Linked DNA regions of Mus musculus: regions 2, 3, 4, 5 and 6 are each linked to region 1. The links are chromatin contacts, called in public HiChIP or PLAC-seq and promoter capture Hi-C maps. All regions are on one chromosome and are shown on one strand. The core of a region is the stretch at or near the end of the contact, and the rest is flanking DNA. Distances in the headings are between cores, read along the strand shown. Region 1 holds the start of Camkk1 (calcium/calmodulin-dependent protein kinase kinase 1, alpha). Region 2 holds the start of Aipl1 (aryl hydrocarbon receptor-interacting protein-like 1). Region 3 holds the start of Pitpnm3 (PITPNM family member 3). Region 4 holds the start of 4933427D14Rik (RIKEN cDNA 4933427D14 gene). Region 5 holds the start of Smtnl2 (smoothelin-like 2). Region 6 overlaps Spns2 (spinster homolog 2).

The links. Promoter capture Hi-C pulls out the DNA fragments that hold promoters and counts their contacts. HiChIP or PLAC-seq counts read pairs in DNA pulled down with a chosen protein or histone mark.
Region 2: a contact with region 1 is called in a promoter capture Hi-C map of pre-B cells, with 2.6 times the contacts expected there. The contact joins the promoter of Aipl1 here to the promoter of Camkk1 in region 1. A contact is called at or near these places in 2 of 39 promoter capture datasets (the 3T3-L1 cell line and pre-B cells) and 1 of 115 datasets of contacts at active chromatin or transcription factors (pancreatic cancer cells).
Region 3: a FOXA1 HiChIP or PLAC-seq map of pancreatic cancer cells shows a contact between it and region 1. The contact joins the promoter of Pitpnm3 here to the promoter of Camkk1 in region 1. A contact is called at or near these places in 1 of 39 promoter capture datasets (liver) and 1 of 115 datasets of contacts at active chromatin or transcription factors (pancreatic cancer cells).
Region 4: a contact with region 1 is called in an H3K27ac HiChIP or PLAC-seq map of microglia, with 5 times the contacts expected there. The contact joins the promoter of 4933427D14Rik here to the promoter of Camkk1 in region 1. A contact is called at or near these places in 4 of 39 promoter capture datasets (the 3T3-L1 cell line, the C10 cell line, embryonic stem cells and 1 more), 2 of 484 Hi-C or Micro-C datasets (CD4 T cells and embryonic stem cells), 6 of 115 datasets of contacts at active chromatin or transcription factors (bone marrow-derived macrophages, large pre-B cells, microglia and 3 more) and 1 of 9 other capture datasets (macrophages).
Region 5: an HNF4G HiChIP or PLAC-seq map of pancreatic cancer cells shows a contact between it and region 1. The contact joins the promoter of Smtnl2 here to the promoter of Camkk1 in region 1. A contact is called at or near these places in 1 of 39 promoter capture datasets (liver) and 1 of 115 datasets of contacts at active chromatin or transcription factors (pancreatic cancer cells).
Region 6: an HNF4G HiChIP or PLAC-seq map of pancreatic cancer cells shows a contact between it and region 1. The contact joins the enhancer-like site here to the promoter of Camkk1 in region 1. A contact is called at or near these places in 1 of 484 Hi-C or Micro-C datasets (the HPC-7 cell line), 2 of 115 datasets of contacts at active chromatin or transcription factors (fetal liver and pancreatic cancer cells) and 1 of 9 other capture datasets (embryonic stem cells).

The regions. Positions count from the first base shown.
Region 1 is chr11:73,016,953-73,020,926 of GRCm38.p6, forward strand. Camkk1 (calcium/calmodulin-dependent protein kinase kinase 1, alpha) reads left to right here and starts at 2,036. Exons shown (of 16, transcript NM_018883.3): 1 at 2,036-2,175. It overlaps 4732414G09Rik (RIKEN cDNA 4732414G09 gene), which reads right to left and starts at 1,889. Exons shown (of 3, transcript NR_152202.1): 1 at 1,705-1,889.
Region 2 is chr11:72,035,793-72,039,766 of GRCm38.p6, forward strand. Aipl1 (aryl hydrocarbon receptor-interacting protein-like 1) reads right to left here and starts at 1,717. Exons shown (of 6, transcript NM_053245.2): 1 at 1,571-1,717; 2 at 820-999. The coding sequence starts at 1,666.
Region 3 is chr11:72,133,881-72,137,854 of GRCm38.p6, forward strand. It overlaps Pitpnm3 (PITPNM family member 3), which reads right to left and starts at 2,009. Exons shown (of 20, transcript NM_001024927.2): 1 at 1,774-2,009. The coding sequence starts at 1,795.
Region 4 is chr11:72,205,724-72,209,697 of GRCm38.p6, forward strand. It overlaps 4933427D14Rik (RIKEN cDNA 4933427D14 gene), which reads right to left and starts at 1,759. Exons shown (of 19, transcript NM_001361564.1): 1 at 1,473-1,759. Txndc17 (thioredoxin domain containing 17) reads left to right here and starts at 1,831. Exons shown (of 4, transcript NM_026559.3): 1 at 1,831-2,045; 2 at 2,530-2,611; 3 at 3,007-3,082; 4 at 3,692-3,974. The coding sequence starts at 1,901. The coding sequence ends at 3,760.
Region 5 is chr11:72,409,845-72,413,818 of GRCm38.p6, forward strand. Smtnl2 (smoothelin-like 2) reads right to left here and starts at 1,869. Exons shown (of 8, transcript NM_177776.3): 1 at 1,400-1,869. The coding sequence starts at 1,789.
Region 6 is chr11:72,465,361-72,469,334 of GRCm38.p6, forward strand. All of the region lies in intron 2 of Spns2 (spinster homolog 2), which reads right to left. Among named protein-coding and RNA genes, the nearest start is that of Gm40194, 10 kb to the left of the region's middle. Within about 2 kb of position 1,926, at least 162 of the 459 cell types and tissues checked have an H3K27ac peak or open chromatin away from gene starts, as enhancers often do. A contact at or near this core is called in the HPC-7 cell line and pancreatic cancer cells, where this site is marked.

The DNA of each region.
Region 1 (3,974 bases), core at 786-3,285:
GTGGGATGCACAGGGAATGTTCCGTGGCGCTGTCTTTAAAAGAGCTACTGTTGGGGTAGAGAGATGGCTCAGTGGTTGAGAGCACATGCTGTTCTTACAGGGGAGCCAGATTCAGTTCCCAGCACCCACACAGTGGCTCACAACTCTCCGTAAGCACACACAGATGCACATATAGGCATACATGTAGGCAAAACAGTCACCCACATAAAATAAAGAGTTAGCATCGACCCTTCATTATTTTTCTCCATTCCAAAACCTGGAATGCATACGTGATAACTGGAGTTCCAGCCCCTATTCAGAATCACGAGGTCAAAGGCCATCTCCAGGGCTTCCTGGTGCAGGGAGTGGAGAGAGCCACATCTCAAAGGCTTTTGTGGAGCAGAGCCATCATACCAGCCCAGAACTGTTTTTCAAGATTTATATATATGTAAGATTTGTTGTTGTTGTTGCCTAGATCTTAATCTGATCCTCTCAGCCTTGCTTCAGTTGATCTGTTTGAGCCTTTCCATTAGAATTATGACTGGATCCTCAAGGACTCTCAAAACCATCTCTTCAATATTGGGGTATAGCTCAGTAGTAGCATCCTTGCTTAGAATGCAAGAAGCCCTGGATTCAATCTTCAAAACTGGGGGTGGGGGGAGGAGTCTCTGTAGCCCAGCTCTTTCCTGAACTCCAGCCCTATAGATCCAATCCTCCAGTTACTGGACCCAATTATTCATTTCAACAAATACATGCTGGGCATGCATCAGGAGGTCAGGCTGTGCTGGGCGAATTCATCTCGACCCTTGCTCTCAAGAGTTCTTAGTCCAGACAGGACTCAGGTGAAGAGGTGCTGAGATCTGGAAAGCACTGAGAAAGGGCTGCTGGGCATTCCAGGTATCCAGAAGGTCATGGGGAAGGCTTCCTAGCAGCAGAGGCATTGAACTAAGTGCCAAAAGACAAGTGGGGTTTAGGCAGGCAAGTGGTGAGGGGTGAGCTATGGAGGGCTTGAGGGGACTTAGTGGCAAGCAGTGGAAGATCCTAAGAGGCAGCTCTCTGGTGTTCCTAGTGCCTGTTCTGGTTGTCCCAGAAAGGTTAATGGGAAGTGATACTGGATTGGGGTGAGGGGTGGGGCTGCTGCACTAATCAAGTGGAGGTATACTGCATGACCGTGGTGGTCGAGTTCAGGGAGGGGCAGATGGTGGGGAGAGAGAGAGAGAGAGAGAGAGAGAGAGAGAGAGAGAGAGAGAGAGAGAGAGACTTTAGGGATCTTAAGAGGCAACATGGCAGATCCTTGTGCTACACCCGGTTGGGTCAGAAAACCTGCTACACAGGTAACTCCTGGTTTCTAACTCCTGGTTTCTAACTCCTGTTTAAGACAGAGACACAGGTGAGACCAGGTTGGAGATAGCAACATGGGTCTGAGTTTGAGGCAAGCAGTGATGTGGGGCATCTCCAATAGACTAATAATAGCAGGATTGAACCAGGAGTCTGTGAGGGCAGTCCCCAGGCATAACCACAGTCAAGGCCACTTGGTCCTGGAGGGCTCTTTTTCATTCCCTCAGCCCAGCCAGTCACCTCCTGCTCCTCTCCAAACCTGAGTGCCGCCCCACCCCAGCACTCTGACGAATCTCCCTCCTCCTTCCCTCCCCCAACCCCCCCGGAGAACACTCAACTCCAGGCCCTTCTCCCAGGGCCTCTACCTAGCCTCTCCTTGGTACGCACCGGGCCTCATCCCGAAGGAGGGATGCTCTTGCCTCTAGAGACTAGGACACCGGATTGAGGACTCGAAAAAAGCATCGTACGCTTCAGGCCAGGCTGAGGGGCCCACGACGTGGCCTGAGGGACATCGGGTTCCCCGAGCCTGCTTGTCTGCGGGCGCCGGGGGCGTGACGCGTCGGGGCCCATCCGCAGGGCCCCTCCCGAGCCACCTCCTCCCGATCCCGTCGAGACCCGCCCCCTCTACCCCTGGGCGGGAGGACCGGACTCTGATTGGACATCTCTGCGGGGCGCTGCGCGGCACAGCCAATGATCGTGGGCCGGCGCGGCGGCGGGCGGGGGGAGCGAGCGCAGCCTGGAGCTGCGGCGCCAGCGGGTTGAGCCGGGCGATCCTAGCCCGGCAAGGCGGGCAGGGCGGGGCGCGCACAGCGGGAGCGAGCCTGGTGCCCACCGCAGAGACTGTCGCCAGGTGCCTAGGTAGGGGTCAGCAGCCGGGACTTGGAGTTGGAAACTGGGGTGCGGACGGCTGAGCCGCCCTGTGCAGCCAACGGGCTGTAGAAGGGTGGTCTACAAGGCCGGGTCTACGTGGGCAGCCGGAATCTGGTGTGCAGAGATTCCCGCTGTGTCTGCAGGGCCAGGTCCTCGGGATGGTTCCCTGAGCCCGCATCTGTCTAAGCCAGCTATGCGGGTGCCCGACCACCTGCGTTTCTTCCGCAGCTGCTGTCTGTGGGACTGCATAGAAGCCCCGCGCGCGCGGTGCCTTGGGCCCGGCTCTGGGTGGAGGCCGTGTCTATTCGGAGTGGGCCTGGACGGGTGCACCCACGTGTGGATCTCAGCAGAGCGCTTCTCCCACAGCCCTCCCGTGAGTCTTCCGTGGAGAGCTGGGGGCGGGGTGATGAATGGGACGGATGCAGCGAGCGACTTCAGCTGCTGCGCAGTCGTCCCCTGACTGAGTGAGGGTGGCGGAGGCGGCGCTGTGGTTTCTGGGTCTGGTGGGTACAGGATTGGTGCTCCGAGGGTGCACACGTGCGCGGGGAGCTGTGTGTGGTGTTTGGAGGCGGGTGTGCGTGCGTCACGTGGACACAAGAGTGTGCCTGTGTACCTGAGGGGTGCGTTTCAGGATGGAGTGGTGTGTGAGCACCGGTCACGAGGACAAGGATTACATCTGTCAGGGAAGGGGTGTGTGTCTGTCTTGAGGGTGTTACAGAGTGAGCAGAGCTAGCTGTCACATGCCTTGGGTCCCAGGACTGTGTCCCAGTGAGCTCCTCTCTTTGTCTTGGCCAGGTTCAGGGTGTGAGAGAAGCGCACAGCTGTGTCCTTGAAAATCCCAGGGAAAAGGAAGAGGCTGGGTCTTCTGCGCATCTCTACCTCTTCCATCCAACATACGCTGTGGGTCAGACTGTTCTAGACCCTACTACCTGCTCCTTGGTCCCCCACGCCCAGTCCTCAGACCAGGACTGGGGCTTATTTTAAACCTTATCCAAGTGAATTGCTTCCCTGCTTAAAGACTCCTTTGGTGTTAGAGGCCTCTGGTTTCTGTTCACAAACCCTAAACCAAGCCTGTTGGGAAGCACTCTATTGCTATCACGTTGGGAAGGGATCTCTTTTAGACACAGGGTGAACTCCCATTTCTCCCTTGGGAATCCTGCTTAGTGGTCACAATGTCGCCTCCGCCAGGAAAACACCCCCGAGGCCAGTGTAAGTGGACCTTAGCTTCTCTCCTGATGCACACCTCCACTAAGGAACTTTCCACTGCAGCCACATCTGCTGTGCTGGTCTTCATACAGAGCAAGCACTGTCCCACCTCATGGCACTTGCACCTATGGGCCAGTCCCTCTGGCTCCAGTTGCTGTTCTCCAAGTGTCTACACTGTGTACCGCCTTTCTCCTTCCAAAGCTGCTTAGAGCTTGCATTGTGTACAAACCCTCTCTGCGCTACATCAATTGTGTCCCTAGCATCTTGCTCCTGCCCTGTCTTGTTGTAGTAGCTGTCTTCCCAGGGCATCCCACAGCACCTATCATGTATTTATTGCTAGCATTCTTATTTGTTGCTTCATGACTCTACTGGAAAGCAAATGGTGAGAGTGGGGACTTTGTCTTTGGGGGTCTACTGGTTTACCTCCTCGTTCTTATATTGCAGATACCCAGTGAATCGTTGTAGCAGGGATGCATGACTCTGGATTTGCATACCAGGAGTCAGTGTGTCTATCTACTCCCCAGATCCACACTAGAGGCAAACTCCGAACATATTAGAAATCCTCCTGTTAGCAACTGGTG
Region 2 (3,974 bases), core at 467-2,966, 980 kb before region 1:
TGCACTCCTGTAAACGGATGCTCATAGATACACACATGTATACCCGTACTTAAAAATAAAAACTTTTAAAATGGAATAAATTATATGGTCAGAGAATCCTAACTGTGACAGGCAATTAGAGAACATGAAGGGATTGTTTGGGTCTTCTGAAGATGTAACAATGATGCTGTGGTGTGTGTGTGTGTGTGTGTGTGTGTGTGTGTGTGTGTATGTCTTGTATTTTTAGAGTTTCAAATTCTAGTGTGTCTACATGAGCTGGCACGATGTCTGAAATGTGCCCATACCACGTGGGATACTGAAGAAAGTTCCCTGGACAGAGGTGGATACAAGGGGGGGGGATTATGCATTGATAGGTGGCAGGAACTCACAACTTGTTTTTTTCCTTGACTTTTGCATATTTGACAGTTTCTCTAAGAAATACCTATCCCTCCCAAGCACAAAACAAGAAGTTGTAAAGATGTTTCATATGTGATATAAATATGAATTGAGTCATAGAGTTGGGAGGAATGGGGGAGGGGAAGGATGTGCTCGGTGGCTTGAGTCTCCAGGATCTACGATGCTGAGCAAAAAGGAAAGGGGGGCCCTCTCCTACCATGTGAGGCCACATGTTCCCACAGCCCCTGCGCCAACCACATACTCCACGTCACTTTAAGGCCTGCTTTATCTGAAGGGCTGGGTGCCATGTTTGTAATGGCAGAGAATAGGGATGGAGGTGTCTTCACCTGCAGTGTCTTGTTTTACCCTAACTTTCCTGAACCCTGACAGCTCTGGGAAGCGCGTGAGGGAACAGAGTGCAGAGGGAGCCACGAGACTACTTACAATGGTGTCGCACCAGAACTCAGCCACCTCGCCCAGCCGCATGGAGGTCAGCAGCGTCTCCCACACCTCCAGCTTGAACATGTTGCCGATGATGATGCTCATGGGCTGGCCCACCTGCTTGCTGTCATCGATCACCGTGCGCTCGTCATCACACTTCATTGTGCGGAAATGAAAGGTCACCTGGTCCCCAGAACAGAGGGCTTTGGTGTAGACATATCTCCCCCAGTTCCAGCAGCCGTGTCACCCAACCACTGCAGGCTACTGAGGCTGTTCTTGGGGGTCAGTTCACCCACATCTCACAAGATAAGATGCCTCAGCTCCCCTCAAGAAATACCTACAAGTCCCTACAAGAAACCCATTCCTTTCCAGCAAACCCTATGCCTATCTCTCACAGCCAAGCGCCAGGAATTCCTTCTCCAATAAGCTCCAATGTCCAGGAGTGTGTTCCTCCACCCCTGAGAGACCCATCAAACACAAGAGGACAAACGCCATATCTCCTGAGGTTCCTTCCTACTAACTTGACATTTGGAGCTCTGGAAATTTTCCTTAACCTCTCCTCTTAGCTAAAGCTACCCTGAAAACTACCAAAAAGACCTGTCTATAAACTCCAAAGCAAGGGAGCCTGGGTAATGGAAAGGCAAGTCCAGCAAGGTCCTGCCTGGCTGCAGTAGGAAGGGATACCTGCAATGCCCTGGGCCCAACTGAAACAGAGAAAAGAACCACGGGGTCCTATCTGGGCGTAGATACTCACTCGAGAGCCAGTGATGAAGCTGGGGAGCTCTCCCGTCCCCCCATGCAGAATGGTCTTCTTGACACCCTCCACATTGAGGAGTAGAGAGACGTCCATGCTGCAGGTAGGGGAGAGGTTTGTTCAGGCCTAGATAATCCTACCAAAGCAGGGAACAATCTGGCTGATACCTGGGAAGAGGCCTGTGCAAGCCTAGATAATCCCACCAGAGGGGAGGACAGCAGCTGACATCACCCAGGGGATTCCCCGACAGGGAGGGAAGAAGGAAGAAAGGCAGAAGGAAGGTAGTCTAGGCACTACAGACCCCACCGTCCACATTCCTCAGGATCTCTCAGCAGATGCAGATCCCCGGTCTGACACCCATAGTGACTACATCAAGGTTTTCCTTTGTGCCACCTCAAAAAAAAAGGTCCACAGATGTTTCTGTGGGGAAGGAGAGAAGAAAGCAGGCAGCAGTAGACAGCTGGGGCCATCCGAGGGGAAAAGGAGGGAGGCCCAAAGCCACCATTGCCTTCCTGTACCTGTAGTGCGGACATTGTCCCAGTCTCTGACCCTTAACATCTCCACTTTCCCCTGCTCCTCTCCTCCTGGGGTCTGGGAGAAGGTTTCTAACTTTGGGGTGACTAAGAGAGTTACCCCAGTTCTGGGGGAAATTGATAAATTCCTAGTGTCAAGCTTCTGTCTCCACTCTAAGATCTGGCTGAGGAGTCGGGCTCTCCCCAGTCCTTTAGAAGGCCTTTGTCCTGGGTTCAGAGAAACAAGCAGAGCTTATGTGGAGCCCACTGAACCCCCTTGGGGAACTAGAGGAGAAAACGTAATGTGTCGGCTTGGTGTTTGGCGCCACCTTGTGGCCAGCTTAAATTTTCATGCTTCTTTCCCAGAGCCTTAAGATAAATGAAGGATTCTGATCACACCACCACCACCACAGTCCCTTTTGGGCATTGACAGAGAGGTAACAGACCTTGCCATGAGGGGACATTATAGCTGGCTAATAGCCAACCAGAGCTTCCTACATTAATGGCTTCATGGCCTTGGGCGTTTCCCTTCTCCAGGAAGGCCAGAATCCTGGGGATATCCAGCACCCTCAAAAGTCTTGATTTCCATGAGAAGTCCTTGCCTTAAAGGGCCACAAACCTAGGCTAACCAGTCAGAAACAGGATGCAACCTGGCTTTGTAGAAAGCTCTCCCTGAGTGCCAGCAGCCCCACTCGGGTCTGTTTCCATCCCAGCCTTAGAGAGGTGTAGACACTTTTTTCCTCTTCCATCTCTCCCCAGCCACACAGTAGCTTAAAGGAGCATGTTACTGAGGAAGAATGGACCATCAGGGAAAACAGTGCCTGCCATGCCACATACACCAGGGTCAGGTACTGACTCTGAGATCCCTGCTGTATTCTCCCGACCTGATGCGTGCTCTGTGAGTTGCTGTATAATGACTCCTTATAATGCAGTTTCTCTTTGGAACATTTCTCTCTCCTGATTAGATGCACAATGGCAGAAAAGGACTTTCATGCCCCATCTGGATGCTTCACCCTTGGTTACTGTTTCCATATCTTACTTTGCAGGGAGTCATAGCACACAGCAAAGGGATTCCAGAGGTCAGGCTTCACTGCTAAGGGGGGTGGGGTGGGGGTGGGGGACACTGGTCCACTGTCTATTTAGACCATAGCTTCAAAGGTTTCCAAGGCCTCATTGGAAAACATTTCCAGTCACCTGTTCCTCTCTTCAAATCCAGATGACTTCCCACTCTCTTCAGATCTGTTCTAAGCTCCTGTCCTAACCTTCAAGTCTCTGGTCCTGGTCTCCACCCTACGTATGCTGTTTCTCTTAGCCTTACTCTAGTCAGTCCTGGAATGTGGCAATGTTCCTGACATCACCCCGCACCCAGTGCCTCAGGTAGAATGCCACATATTTGGGAAAACCAACCTCCAACCCAGCTAAAGTCCCAGTGCCCCGTGTACTTCCCATAGTCCCTGGCTCTTCGAACCCATGGCACTCTGCACATAGTAACTGCTGGGTGTGGATGAGGGGAACTAGTGAAAGCTTTGAGGCAGAAGCAGAAGCCAGGGGAGAGGGGGCTGCTGGGACACCCCTCTTCTATCCCTTCCTCCTCCGCAGAGGAAAAGGCAGAGCTGAGCCTCACTTGGGTTTCTTGCTTTATTGTCCTCCATCTGAGGAGACCCTGCACCTGGCCCCCATCAAAGAGCTACACCTGCGTGGAGCCCCCCTCCAGCCACTCTCTATGCATGGCTGAAGGGAGCAGCTTCCCATTCAGAAGAAAATACTTCTTCTGCCTTCTTTCGTTGCCATGGAGACTTCCCTTCATTAACCTGGTCCGCCAGTTACAGCTCCAAGTGGCAAAAGGGTAGAGGGCTGCAAGCATTCAGAAGTCTCTCTACAGACATGCCATG
Region 3 (3,974 bases), core at 759-3,258, 880 kb before region 1:
TGAGACTGTGAAATGGAAAAGTTGTAGAGCAGCCCCAGGCAGCAGTCTTGGGAGGCCTGGCCATTTCTTCACCTTCTGCAGGGCACTCTCCCCATGGATCTCAGCTAGGGACCAAAAGACCCACAATCCAATTCATAGGACCTGGGGCTGCCCTTCTCCCAGAATGAGGAGGGGAGTAGAAAGATTCCTTAGCATCCAAAAAAACAAAAGCAAAACAAAACAAAACCAAAAAAAACCTTGGTCTTGCATCCAGGCTCACCTAGACCCTCCCAGCCATCTTCAGGGAGCTATTTGCTTCCAAGGGCTTTAAAAGGGGAGTACCTTCCTACTTCTCAGAATCATGGGGCAGTAAAGGGCTTAAGTATGTTACCTGGTACACAGGTCAAGAAGAGATTTCTCTAACTACTCTTGCTACTGTGGTGCCCTGGCAAGAGACCTGGATCCGGACGTCCAGACCTGTGCTCACACATGAGCACATGTAGAATGGGTAGCAGAGACGCATGCTCTTCCTTTATGAAGAGCAGGGGTGGGGAGGGACCAAGGCAGGAGAAAGAAGGGAGCAGAGAGCCTTTTCCAGCCTCCTGGTGTCATCTCACTGTGCCTCCCTCGGGAGGGGAGGGGAGGGAAGTGGGAAAGGGGGTGTTTAGATGCATTTGCTTATGCTGTCTCACACAAACAGCCTCTCCCTCACAGGATTCCTCTGCCACACCTGAGTCACAAGGCCAGTCCATGCCAAGGATTGGGACCTGTCCCAGGGTCGCAGGCAGTTCAATGGCACTCACATCTAGAGTGCGGGCAGGTGGTCATGTTCATTCCATCTTTGCCATGCCTATGGGTGGAGAAGTGGGGTTCACACCAGGCCCCACGGGGATGGCATGGCACCTGCCAACGTCACAGGCTGGGAGTGAGTTCATGGCAGATTCTCACACGCCAGAGCTCCCAAGCTCAGGACTGTTGAGACCAGCCTCATCCATTTGTGGCCAGCCCTATGAACACTGGCTTTCCTCAACTTGGCCTTTTAGGGCACTGTAGGGGTCCAGGGCACAGAGTGGGGAGTCCGGGGCTAAACCTGGTCCCCTCCAGGTCCTAACCAACTCACAGGGCCTGACATCAGAGCAGATGCTGGTGAATGAACGCCTGACTGGATGAATGAAGGGACGACTAACACCTACTCCCTGGGATCCTTGGGCTACAGCTCTGAGCTTGCAGGAGAGCCGAGCCCATGGGACCCCAACAGAGGCCCCGCCTGCCTAGCCCGGCACCTGAGGCTCTGCCTCTGGGTCAGGTGGGAGGCGGGGAGGCTCCCCAGCCATAGTGTACCCCTCCAGCGACGGGACCAGTAATCTGGGTCTCTTAACCCAGCTGGTGGCAGGGGCGGGGGACTGTCGCATCCAAGATAGAGAGTGACAGGACAAGGGGGCGCGTCCTGGTTTGTTGGGGCGTGGGATGGATCAGCGACCGCGGGACATCCCCTTTGGGTTCCGGTGCCGGGGTCTACTCCCCCGGTCTCCCGGAGGGCAGCGACAGCTCCGAACTGCCGACTGGACTGAGGAGCCGTGGACCTGACCCAGTGCAGCGGGGCAAGCGGGATGCGGTGTCCCACGAGGTGACTGGGGGCGCGGGAAGGACGCAGGGCGCGCGGAGCCCCTTATGCACGCCCCGGGGTCCGGGCGGGTCGCCGCGGTCACTGTGCCTCCGCCCACCTGGTTGGGGGGCTCACCTGGGCCGAGCGATCCCTCCCGCCACCCGCCGAGCGCCCCGCGCCGCGCTCACCTGCGCTGCCCGCCTTGGCCATGTCCCGGGCGGCGGGCTCCGCTGTGCTGCCGGCGCTGCTCGCTCCCGGCCGGGCCCCGGCGCCTTCGGCCGGAGCGGACTCTCCGGGCGCCGCGCCCCGCGCCCCCGCCCCGCTCGCTCGGCCGCCTCCACCGCAACCGCCGCCGCCTCGCCGCTCCCTCCCGCTCCCTTAAAGGAGCCGAGCGGCGACCGCGCCGCCCCCCCTCCGCGCCGCCGGGGAGGGACTGACGACGGAAGGCGCCCGACACCGCCCCCGCGGGCCCGCACCCCCGCCCGGAGCCGCGCGGCCACCGCAGCGCGCGGGAGGCGCAGCCCACTGATTGCGGCCACTGAGACCCCGACCCTCGCTGAAAGACAGACGTAGACAGACTCCGGATTACAGCTCGGAGACGCTGCGGGCCAGGCAGGGATGAAGACATGGACTGCGAGCCTGGGGCGCAGTGACCCTGAGACAAGGCACCAGAAAGAGGCGCTCCTAGGGCAGAAACACCCTTGGGAGAGAGAGAAATTCAAGGAAATCGGAGCTGGCTAGAGTCTGTGAGGACAGGGAGAGCAAGGAAGACCAGGACCCAGGAGACTGAGAAACCTAGAACGAAGTCTCGCAGAGATGAGAGGGGACTTCTCCATCAGCTCCCAACTCCAGGGATGCTGGATGCCTGCATCTGCTCTAGTCTCAAGAGAGGAAAGCTTTTGTCCTTTAGCACTAAAGGATCCGTTAAACCTGCAAACCCCACCTGCCAGTAAACGCTAAGCAGAGTTTGTGGGGAGCCTGGCAGAAAGCAGTGTGTCCCCCTAACACTTTCTCACAGAAGTGCTGACATTCTAATTAGCGGGCCTCCTGAGACATTTAAATTGTGGTTTCTGCCCACTGCAGTCAGGGGATCCACAGGAGATGGTCAGTCGTTTTAGATGGGGCCTAGAAGGTAGGGTCCTGGAGAGAGCAGTCGGCTCCCTAGCTCAGTTCCAGGCGAGGCCACTTCCTCCCTGCTGACGGTTAGGGTGAGGGCTAGGCTCCTTAGAGGACTGTTGGGCCTTCCCTGAAGCCTGTTTTTCTCCCACAGTCTGCAGCCAAGCACCCACACTGGGCACTAGACAGTTCCACCCCTAGGCCAGCCAGGACTTAAGTGCCCCATCCACTGCCCCATAGAAACAAAGCACACAAGGGGCCTCTACGGGACACACCCATTTCTGGGCTTTGACTCCTTCAGCCTATCCAGGTTAATCAGCCTTACACTCCCTCTTTAGTCTATCAAAGGCTCAGCCTCAGGCAAGAGTCTTCCCGAAACTTTTGCACAGAGCTAGCAGCAACAAAGTTCTTCACCTCAGCGAAAGGAAGTCTGTATCGCCTACTCATGGACCTCTCCCTGCTTTCTGATGCCTCATCTACCAAACCAGGCTTTCCTAGGGTCCTCTGTGCAGACCGAACAACGTGCCTTCACTCACGACAGCTAGCTAGCATGCTTTGACAAAGATTCTCCATCTTAGTTTTAGCTATGACTGTCTCACCTCTCAAAAAACCCTTTAGTCCCAAGGACTCCAGAGTGGGACAGCAACACATCTTGTAGACATGGAAGTTCAGAAGCCCCAAAGTCCTGGATCCAAAGCTGTTCACCATCTCAGGCCACTGGCTACTAGCAGGGAGGGCACGGATACCACCTTTCTACCTCTAACTCTGGAGTGCTCCCCCATATTGGAACTGCAGTCTGTGTGGCTTTCTGTGTGAACTTTTGTTAAGTCTGGATGTACCCTCTGGGGTGTACTGTGTCACCCCACTTTATGCAGAGGAAACAGGCTAAGACAATTCACTGTCCTACAGAATTCCATTTCAGGCCTGAGCTCTGTCCCTCTGGGTCTCCTCCTTCTTACACTTCCCTGAGGCTCTGGGAATTTCAGAAGCTTAGCAGTTTGTATAATGTCTCCATTTGGCCACCTGGTCTGTGGGTCCATAAGTAGTGACAGTGGACACCACTGACTACAGAAGACATAATGAACCTGTCACAGAAGGGACACAGTTAGGCCTAAGTACCTCCCCAGGTTGTGGCTCTCAGCAGGAACAGTGACCACAGGTTGACAGCAGTCCTGTTTCCTGGCATAGCTGTGTGTGTGTGTATGTGTGTGTGTATATATGTGTGTGTATGTGTGTGTGTGTGTGTGTGTGTATGTGTGTGTGCATGTATGTA
Region 4 (3,974 bases), core at 509-3,008, 810 kb before region 1:
GTCCCATGGTCCTTAGACCAGGAATACCCCTAGAACCTATATCTTCCATCTCTTGTCTCCTTTGCCACAACCCTGGGCCCCCGTGGGAGGTAGTTCCATCTTCCATGGCCCTGGGTAGTACCAGCAGGGCATCAGGGCCCCCTTCCATCAGCCCCCTTTCCCATAACATATGCCCATATTCAGCTCCTTCTGCCAGAGCCCCAGAAAACTGCCCTGACTGCCCTCCCCCACAGAGACATGAGGTACCCTCACATTCCCTCACTTCTCCAGCTCTGGGCCTTTTCAAGACCTGAGACCATCCTATGGCCTCAGGCACCACCACAGTTTGTCTTTTTTCCCAAGGTCCAGAGGAAACACAGTCTATCTTCTCTACTACCTCAGGTCCACCCACAGGAGGTGGTGTCTTCCCAGCTTGTCCCTGCCTACAAAGGATAGAGACTCTCTCACAACCGGCCCCTATTCCCCTAGCTGTGGGCAGTCCTGAGGCCTGGGGGAATGTCCTAGTATTGCCTCTCACCCAGGGTCCGGTGACACCACCTCGGCTGGTCTCTACCCAGGAAGCTCGCCCAGGAATACCCTTCTCGATCGGCCCCTCTCCCACGGGAACGGGATGGAGCTCCACTCTGCTTCCTTCCCAGCATCCCGACGCTACCCTCATAGCCTGCACCTTCAACCACAGTTCCAGGATGCTCTCATGGCCAAGTGTTCCTGGACGACCTTTTCTCTCACAGCTTGGAGAGCTCCTATTGTCTAGCTCCTCCTCCCCAGATACAGTCACCCACACAGACCCAGCAGGCCCAACCACCTCGGGCTCGCCCACAGTCCCGTTCACCCACACTGTCCTGGGGTCCATTGCTGCCTCAACCGAGCCTGCAGTCCCAGGTATCCCAAAGGCCCTGTTCACCCTAGCGGGGACTGCGGGCTCCGCAGTCCTCTTCTCTAAAGGCTGCTGACCATTCTGTAGCCACCCTATGTTTGCACAGAGCATCCGCCGCACTGAAGATCTCACCCGGCGCCTTACTCCATAGCCTCGGGATAACCCTGCACCCCACCTCCTCGCCCACAGAGGCCGAACACCCCGACGCAACCTGCGGGCCCTCATGCAATGAGCCGGCATCTTCGCTGCCAGTGTACACCTGCGTAGCCCGGGCAAGGGCCCCCGTGCCGGCGTCGCAGCTCCTGGACAATTCCTTTCCCCAATGCAACCTCAGACACGCTCTCTTTGCATCTGTTCCCCCGCACACGCACTCACAACACTCGGATCCAGTCCTCGCTGCCTTTCTGCCTCCCAGCTCTCTCCAAACCCCCGCCCGATCCCGGACGCCGCCCCCGGCCCCGGCCCCCCTAAAGTCTGACAAATAGAAAGGTAATAGGAGGGGCGGAGCTGCAAGGCAAGCCTGGGGCGAGGTCTCTCACTGTCTCTCTGTCTAATGCAGTTTCCCAGAATTCCCCCAGCTCCGGCCCAAGCCCACCTGGTTTGGGCGCGGCGCGGCCACCAAGAGATCGTAAGGCGACCCCACGCTAGGCCTCGCTTCCGGCCTCTCGCCCAGTCGTCATGGCAACAGGCGCGCGGCTGTTTGGGAGCCGTTGATCTTCCTGAGCCATTTGAGGATCAAGGTGTTGTACCGCGACGGGCTTTGCCGTCACTGTCCATGAAGCCAGGGTGGGGACCAGACCAGGTCAGGCGTCTAGTTGTCTGAGGGAAACTGGCGCCAAAAAGAAACTCCAGCAGACCAAAAGGACGGCCCTAAGGAGTTATGGCTATTCAAGGCTCCCGTAGCACCACTCTGCTGCGGCGGCCCCGCCCACCCGGAACCTTGTCCACGCCTTACTTGGGCCCCGCCTTGGGGGCGCAGGACCCTAGGGCTCCTCCCGTGCTCCTCTCCGCACTGTTGTACCCATGGCCACCTTCGAGGAGGTGAGCGTGCTGGGCTTCGAGGAGTTCGACAAGGCAGTGAAGGAGCATGAGGGCAAGACCATTTTCGCCTACTTCAGCGGTTCTAAGGATACCGAAGGGAAGAGCTGGTGTCCGGACTGCGTGGAAGGTGAGGCTGGGACCAGGACTGGGGGTTGCTGCGCCACAGCAGTGCTAGGAAGAAGGCCCCTGCTGAAGTCAGAAAGTGGGATGAGATGAGGATCTTGGTCCTGCAGACCCGCAGAAGCGCCTGAGCTGTACCCCGTCTCTCGTTAGGCCCTTACTGCCCCACCCAAGGATGACCCTCATTTTTATCATGGATTCGGATCTTGGAACCAGGTTCTTTAAAATTCTCAGTTCCCCAAACGATTAGTGTCTCATAAAAAAAAAAAAGACCAGACTCAGGAGTTGATCTTTCCGTCATCATATATGTATGCTGAGTTTTCTGATTGTGTCTTAAAGACAATCAGGACTAGGACTTAAGTGATTCACGAGTCCAGAGGACACGCGACTTTAACATCCTATCTTACAACCGGTTAAAGTCTAAGACTGGGGACGGGAGGGCGTGGGCTATCGCAGTTGATGTGTAATTACTTTTTAACTCTTTTAAAAAGCTGAGCCAGTCATTCGAGAGGGGCTGAAGCATGTTACCGAAGACTGTGTGTTCATCTACTGCCAAGTAGGAGACAAACCTTAGTAAGTCATGTATACCGTATCTCCAGACATGGACTATATTATTAAAAAGCTGGGTAAAAAGGACCTCAGATAATTGGTCAGGCTCTGTGTTTTAGGTATTGTCTGATAAGCTAAACAATTAGAATTACTGAATTCATATTTACAGTTTATGTTCAACCACATATCATCATTAATGAATTGGGTCTGGAATAAGTTCAGAACTCTATTGACTTTACATTTGTTTTATCTTAGCCACACTTTAAACTTTGCAGAAAGTGACACATAAGTTACAGTTCTCAAAATGTTTAAAGGTTAACAAAAGCAGTGGTTACAAGTATATTATATATAAGTCAACTGTTGAGTAAACTGTAATGAACCAAGTAGTATTTTTCATTATCTGTTTCATTTTGGAACAGCTGGAAAGACCCAAATAATGACTTCAGACAAAAACTGAAAATAACCGCAGTGCCTACACTACTTAAATATGGAACAGTAAGTGTCTACCTTTATGTTTGTAGCTATAATGTAGTTAAAACTCAAGTTGTTTTTTGAGTCAAGTTTGAAAAGATCTTGACCTTTGATTTCCAACATCACATTGTTGTTCAGAGTGCATCAGAAACACACAAGTTGGTGTCCATTCCTCTGCCAATCCTGACAAACTATTAATAATGCAGATATTAGTGTCTGGGGTGTATTTTTAAGCCACTTTTAAGATTCTGTCTTCAGAAGAAAGTTGACTCATTTCTGAAAGCACCTTTGTCAATGTTTTCTAAACCCACTTTTCAGGCTTAAAAGGGCTCTCCCTCTATTTCAGCCCTGCCCCTAGAATCCTAAATTAAAGAGTTGAGGGAAAGAGATGGCACCAGGCATGCTGTCTCTTGTTTTCAGCCTATGGGGCTTCCTAGTGTGGAAATACAAGGCCTCTCAGGCCAAGTGTTTTAATGATTCATCTTGACACAAGCATCCTAACTATTTAATAAAGCTTGTTATAACTAGCTGATGGCATAATTTGTGTTCAAAAACTTGTCATTCAAAGTAGAATTCACTCCACCCCTAGTAATATTCATAGCAACAGTGAAAACTTAACCATTCTTTTTACAGCCTCAAAAACTTGTGGAGTCTGAGTGCTGTCAATCCAGCCTTGTGGAGATGATCTTCTCTGAAGATTAAGATTTGATGACCTTGCCGGACTGTGGTGGCACATGCCTTTAGTCCCAGCACTCGGGAGACAGAGGCAGCTGGATCTCTTTGAGTTTGAGGCTACCTGGTCTACAAGTTGAGTTCAAGGACAGCCAGAGCTACAGAGTAAAACCCTGTCTGGAAAAACCAAACCAACCCAAAAAAGCCTGATGATTGCAATTTTGTATTGATTGCCTGGTTTGTT
Region 5 (3,974 bases), core at 619-3,118, 610 kb before region 1:
GCAAATGAAGGCCCAGTCTCTTAGGCACATGTGACACTCCCAGGAACAGTTTTAGACTACGGACATGCAGACTCATAGGACAGAGTCAAGTGTTTCCATATTTCTAGACACTTCGCCTGGAACACCCGGAGTTCTACCCCCATCCCCAAAGCCCAGTTCCTCTGCCTAACTTGGAGGGCCTTCACAACTCAAGCCTCCCTTGTCCACCTGAAGGCTGCACCCTGGCTGGTGAGCACTTTTGGCCACTCCAGGCAGCATGCATCGTGCTGCCATTTGCAACAAGCACAGCACACCCTCCTCAAATCCCCAATGCAAAAGGAGCAGAGTCTGGAGCAAGGCGTCTCTGCTCACCTGTTGCCACTGTTCAAGTCTGGGGTCACCTCCACCCAGGCTGAGACCTCCAGGGGCAAGGACTTATCTGATGTCCTCCTGCTGAGGCCCACAGTAGAGCTAAGGGCCTTGGGAATACACCAAGGCAGGGGGCAGAGGCAGTGTACTAAGACCCTGGCCCTTGAAAAGCACCTCCCACCCCTCCCACTCCTCCAACCCCTCCCACTCCTCTCCCCCATCCCCCACTTCCCTCCCCCCCCACCACCCCCCCACCCCGCCAGCAAATTCCGGGTCAGGATGGAAAATCCCACCTAAGGGCCACTGCACACACCATAGAAACAGTCTAACCAGGCTCTGTCACTCCAGGAGGTCGTGACCAAGTGGTAAAACTGGTCCACACCAGCTTCTGCCCAGAAATCTAGACACAGCTAAAGGCCCGTTCCCCCTCTCCGTTTCCAGTAAAGGGTCTGCCCTCTGCAACATGAGTTCCCAAACAGTTACTGATCAGTCCAGACCAGAGTGCGCTCACATGCGCGCGCGCGCGCGCGCGCGCACACACACACACACACACACACAGAGGCAACTCAGTCGGGGTTAATCTACAACCGGAACGGTCAGGCCTCAGTGAAGCAGCAACACAGTGCGCGTGAACAAAAACGTTGTAGGGGGCAGGTAGAGGACGCTGACCATTCCAACTTGCAGGTGAGGACCCAGACGACAGTGAACTATCAAAGACTGAACCTTGGCGTCCAAACTCTTAAAATTCATGGGTCAGATGGGAGAGGGCAGATCTCAAGGCAAAAACACCACCCGGATCCAAGAAAGAAGTGCAAAGCAGGTGCAGCAGGCCTACTAAAACAATGTTTCTCCTGTCCTTTCCAGCTCTGGAGAGCTTAAATGTAATCCCGGCTACCAAGTCCCAGCGGCAGGTGGAGGTATAGCTCTCTTACTAGAGGACGCTCGCCAGCGCACGCACTCAGAGCTGATGGGCGGCACCAATTTCCCAACCCTACACCCCAGGCACGCTCCTAGTCGCTCACATCCCTCGCGCCGCACCCCCGGGGCTCACCGGGCTTCGACCGGACAGCGAAAAGGTGGCATGACTGGAGAAGCGTGCAGTGCCCAAGCGGGGGGCGCGGTCGGTAACTGTGGCCGCCGGAGGGGGACTGGGCGTGCCGGGTGCAGGGGACACTCCAGTCGCCAAGCCCAGCGCCTCCACCTGGCGCGTCAAGCGTTCGAGCTGTGCCTGCAGCCGCTGGTTGTCCCGCTGCAGCTCGGCCACAGTACGAGCCAAGGGGCCGGCCAGGCGCAGCGCCTCTGCCACGCGCCGCTCCACGCCGCGCTGCAGCCCCTGCATGTCCTCGTGCAGCGCACGCACCGCACCCTCCAGCGCCGCCTCGTAGCGGCCCAGCGCCTCGCGCACTGTGTGCGCCTCCTCGGCGTCGGGGGACGGCTCCATGGCCGAGTGGGGCACACCGATCGGACAGCGGGCAGAACGCGGGAGACGTTGAGAGATCCGCAGCTCCTTGGGACGACTGGCGGGCCGCGGCTGGCTGAGCCCGAGGGGCGGCCGGAGGGGGCGGGAGCAGGGCGGGGCAGACCCCTAGAGCCCCAGGACTGGGCGCTGAGTGAGGAGGCGGGGCCGAGGGGGCGGGACAGCCCATTCCAGGACACCCCGCCCCTGGGGACTGGCCGGGTCGGTGCGGGATGCCTGGCCCCGGAGGCACTTAGTGAAAAGTTCTCCTTCTCTGCTTTGCAGGGATGTGGATCCCTGGGGGAGTAAGGAGTCCCATACACGCTTGACCCCAGGGAGTGGTGTGCGACCCGGTGAAAGATCTGGGAAGAAGACACTCGAAAGGACATTACTCTAGGAACAACAACTAAAAGAGTTATACATTTCCCTGTAGGTCCACTTTGGTTGGACTCTCCCCCCTGTTCAGGGAACCGCAGCAACTGTACACACACACACACACACACACCATAACCGCTCTGACTCACCTTTGTATGCATCTCCGGTCACCACCGGTACCATCCAGTTCGCAAATACTCACTTGTGAGACTTTTTAAAAAAATATTTATTTGACTTTATGTGTGTGAGCCTGCTTGTCTGTATCTACACAGCATGTGTGGTGCCCACATAAATCACAAAGTGGTGTCAGGATCCTCTAGAACTGGAGTTTCCAATAGTTGTGAGCCATCATGTGTGTGCTGGGAGCCGAGTTCTGGGGTTTCTCTGAAAGAGCAAAAAGTGCCCTAAACTGCTAAGCCCACACTTCAGCCCCCCACCTGTGACACTTTTGCCTGGGATTTCTTGCACCAGTTCTGAGATCAGGAAGAGTTATGTAGATGGTAAAATGCCCCTCCTATCCTCCTAGGCCTGCTCTCTGTGTGTGTGTGTGTGTGTGTGTGTGTGTGTGTGTGTGTGTGTGTGTGTTAAAGATGAACAGGAAGGTTGGGACCCAAATCCCAAAATCTTGCTATGAGCAACTTTGGGATCAAAAACTAGGATGTGCACTGCTGCCCCCCTCTTCCCCAAGCTCAGTCAAGAACCTCGATCCACCTGACAACCTTCAAACCTCTTTTTTTCTCCAGCACTCCTCTTATTCCAGAAAGTCCCCTTTCCCAGCCTAGAAACCCCAAACATCACCAAAGAAGGAGGGATGGAGGCAATTGTTGCTCAGGATAACAATATGATAGATGTTGTAAACATTTAAAATAAAGAAAAAACCATCTCATTCATTGTGCTAAAAGGCTTTCCTAACTCGATTTCTCTGGGCCTGGGCTATGGGAGGTGGCTCAAAGCCTGGAGAGGCCTAGTGAGATGATCCATAGGAGCAGGCTCAAAGGCTTGTTCTGGTCATACTGTTCTGCTTCCAAGGATGTCTGGGAGGCCCCAGACCCTCCTAGACTGCCCTTTCCTTCCCCCAGGAGCTGGGTTAGCCTAACAGATGCTAAGAGCTGATCCCCTCCCCCGGGTAGGGACAGGAAGGAACACTGGGTTACCTAATCCAAGGAGCTTTCCAGCAATTATTTCATGGGAAAGTCAAGTGCCAAAAGGCGTGCATGTTGCATGTCTGTGTGTGTGTTCCAAGCAGCCGTCTGGACAGGGTGAGCCAAACCGCTCCTTGCATTCTTTCTCCGGGTGGAATCTTTGATAGAGCCCTGGAGAGGGGCCACTTGGAGAGCTTATGTCCCAGACAGCGCTGCCCACCCTACGGGTCTGAGCCCTGGAGTCAGAGAAGTCCAATCTTTCCTTTGCAGAACACAGGGAAGCAGAGGATGCCTGAGAAGGACCCAGACAGGTTAGTCCCTGACCTCCTGAGTAGGCCTCTGGGCGCCAGCATTGTATGTGTTTTGGGGGCGGAGGTTGTGTTGAGAGTAGAAAATGATCAGGGGCCCAGCCCTCTGTCTGACCATCCTGGAGAAAGTGGGTAGCTGGGTCTCTAAAGTGGGAATCCCAAGGAGTAGAAAGTCCAAAGATGTAGAGATCTGCCAAGGATGCAGACAAAAAGTCTCCAACCTCAGCTAAGCTGTCCGGTCCTTCCTGAGACAGTATGGGAAGACCTAAGAGTAGCTTTCATGGGAGGGTGGAGCAGGACTTCTTCTGAGGCCAGAAGGTTAGAGAGAACAGGATTCAACCCATC
Region 6 (3,974 bases), core at 676-3,175, 550 kb before region 1:
CCTCATTGAAACCATCACACACTTAGGAATTGCCCTGGCCATGGTGTTTCTTCCCAGCAACAGAAAAGTAACTAAAACAGGGCATCTGCAACATACTAACATACGTTAGGTGCTTGGGATTCATGGGTAGATAAACAGGAGATTCCTGCCTTCCCGGAACTTAATGATCTAAGGAAGAAAGGCACATAAATAACAAAATAGTAGTAATAATTAACACGCTGTATGAGGAATATTAAGCAGGTACAGGAGATGTATAGATATATGAAATGTATGTGAAGAGATACGTGTATGAAGGACCACAGCCTGGAGGAAGGAGTGGCAAGAAGCAGCTGCTGATAGATGCATGAGGAAGATGAGGCTTTCCGCAGAAACAGAAAGCCAGGAGAAACTGAAGCTCAGGAGCTGAGCGCACAGGGACGATCCTGCAGCCTCGGGTGGAATCTGGCAAAAACCAAGCCATTTCTGTGACCGAGGTGAGGTTGATGCATTGGCCATTCCTGTTCGAACATCTCTGCCAAACATCTCTGCTGCTCTGTACAGCCAGAGTCCAGTGTTGCCTTAGAGTATGATAGACATTATCATAAAATTTTATTGAGAATACATGTATGAGAGAGAAGACAGATCATACAGTATTAAATAGAAGAGACGGTGACATTTCAACTCAGCAAAGACCTGCAGGAGACAAGGAAACAGTCATAGAAGTACCGGGGAAAGGAGAGCTAGAGTGCACTTGGTGTGTTTGCGGGGCGTGAAAGAGGCCAGAGTGTCTGAAGCAAAGTGACGGAGGGGGAAGGGTGGAAGACAAGGCTAAGAGGCCAGATGGAGTGGGATCCTCACGGGGAAGGCAGGAGATGCTGAACAAAGAACTAATGACCTGGTTTGGCTCTGCTGGGACAAGAGCACAGTAATGTTCAGGGACTTGGGAGAGAATGCCACTGTTGATGATGGGAGGGGTTGGTGTTCTAGGTGAGATACAGAGATCCAGGTAGAATAGAGGCCAACTACACAGACAGGGAGTCCCCTCTGTCTCATGGAAGGCAGTCCCACTGCCAGTAGGCAGATGGCCAGACAACACTGACCTCTGTACGCTAGGTTCATGTGTATGTGGTTTAGCAGCCTCTGGGGAGACAGTATTTAGGGGGAGGAGCAATGACGAGAGGAAGGGCGTGAGCAGGGCAAAGTGGGTTGCTCAGAGTAGCATGAAGGGTTCTTTTCTCCGCTAGACTTGAAAACACAGGAGAGGGGACCTGGTAATTCAGGTCTGTGACTTAAGCTTTGGGCAGAATCAGTCCTTGCGCCATAGGGTTCAACCCCAGCTCTGCACCTTCTTAGGTAGGCTCCTTTGCCAGGTCACATCTCTGTCATTGTCAGCCTCATTGATGTGCTGGTAAATGTGTAGAAACAGGTTCTCTAAAAAGGGACAGAGGAGGGGCCCCACGATGCCTGGGGGTTGTGCATCTCCACAGTATAAACACTCTACCCGGCTGAGGCCAAGTCACCTAAGAGATGTGAAGCTCAGAGCTTAGTACCTTGTTCAGTCATAGGCGTTTCCACCATTCAGATAAAAGGAGTTTACCTTAAGCACACTGATAATGTCTTGATGTAAGAAAGTAATTAGGAAGCGATGACTTCTGAGAATTTATCAGCTTCTTTCAGTACAGATCACTCAGTTGTAAGTTTATTATGATTTAGTTCTAACAATGGCTGTGTCTAACAATCGGCTCACACAATTCCTAAAAATTTAACAATCGACTCTCATGAGCCACTCTAAGCCAGCTCCCCACGCCAACTTCCTCATCTGTAAAATGAAGATAAAAATAGCTGCTGCTCTGGTGGCTTGAGTATTGGATGAGACAGTGTGGGGGAAGGTGCTTCATGCCCTGCCCTCCGAGGCGCAGGCTGGGTCAACAAGGCTCGTGTTTACATTAGCCAGGGCCAGTATTATTTCCTTACATCTACAGAAAGAATGCTTTCTTGTCAGCTCTGCCTCCTAAGACCTGCCCAAGATCAGATCAGGATGTGGACGAGGAAAAGCTTAGTCTCAAAGGGCTTACACATGTTTAGAGGGGAAGAGGAACAACTGCCTTCTGTATGCCAGTCTGAACTGGGTGGGGAGTGGGCAGAGACAATCTGAGTAGGCAGTGCCTCTTGTCTAGCCAAAGTGCAGGTCCTACCATGAATTGCACAGCTTGATGTACTTAAAGCCTGTGAATCAGTAAGGGTCACCAAATCCTGCTAATGTCAAAGTGGGTAATGAAACGTGCCTAGGAGTTCACCATGATGACAACACATGCACACACACACACACACACACACACACACACACACCACTCTCTCGCTCCCCCTCACACTATCTCTCACACACAGTCACACACACGCACACATGCACACATACTCTCACACACACGCACACACACTCTCACACACACACATTATCTCTCATACACAGTCACACACATGCACACATGCACACATACTCTCTCACACAACACACGAACACACACATACTCTCTCACACACACATACTCTCTCACATACATACTCACACACACATGCACACACACATACTCTCTCACACACTCACACACACATACTCTCACACACACACATACTCTCTCACACACATTCTCTCACACACACACACTATCTCTTACACACAGTCACACATACTCTCACACACACACGCACACACACTCTCTCTCTCACACACACACACACAAGCACACACACATACTCTCACACACACTGACACACACACACACACACACACAGAGGCACGCACACACTGTCACAGGCACGCGCACACTGTCACATTCACACACACATTATATAAATTTCAAGTCTTCTAATCATATTGTACGATGGTTAATGAAGCACGATGCTTATTGTTAATAACGCCTGCAGTTGTCACTGATGGATCAGTTATGACAGACCAGGCCCTGGACACACACTTGGCACATGCATTCATCATTTCTGTCGATTCTCTCTCTAACTTCATCTTACAGAGAAGATGACCCAGCTGAAAGAAGTGATGTCACAGGGCAACTGTATGTCTGAGTCAAAATTAAACTGTAGTTTAGCTGACTCTGAAGCCCTCGCTTTAAATCATATCACTTGATGCTAGACTGGGAAGAGGATGGTCCCCACAGACGCCCCTGACGTCAGAGAATATTCATGCTATACTGGGAACAGCAGGAGATGGGTCAGGCTGCAGCGTGAGAAGGCCACAGGGGGACACACGTCCCTAGAGACCAGGACTGGGCTTACATTCTGAGGCCTAGCATGTCCCATCCCACCCCTGTGAAGGGAGTGCTTTCAAAAGCCCTCACTGAGTGACTGAAGGAACCTGAGGCAGGCACCTGGACCTTGGCCACATGGCACCATTTTCAGCAGGGCCGTCTGGCTCTCCCACTCTGGCTTTTTGCTCCTGCAGTGGGTAGGATCACTGCAGCTAGGTAGGCTCCCAGAACAGCAGTGCACGTGTTTCCACCTGCCAGTCAGGCCTGCCGTGCTCCCAAGCTCCTCCATTCCATCAGAAAACTTGAGCCCTACTTTTCTGTACCCACATTACAGCTGGAGCCACTGAGGCCCCAGCGAGTAGAGAGACTCATCCTAGATGACTTAGCCAGCTTGCCAGTCTTATGACTTCCTTTAAGAACAAAGGAATTCAGGGTCAGGAATGTGCCAGGTCACCTTTGCAGCCTGATGAGGAGCCTCCAGCTCTTCCTAGCCCTCAGGGGTATCACTGGCCAATGGCAGTCCCTGTACGCTGCTAGGATAGGTACAGGAGGAACAATCCAAGCAAAGGACAGAGAACTATATGTCCCTCAGAAACAATGGGCACTGAGAGGCCTACAGAGCCAGTAGGCAGTTCTGCTGGGAATAAAAACCAGCAACAGCTAGAAGCTTCCTGTGCTGTCCACCCCAGCCTCCCTCTTTGTGGGAGGACAGCTTTCAGACCAGACTAGCTACCC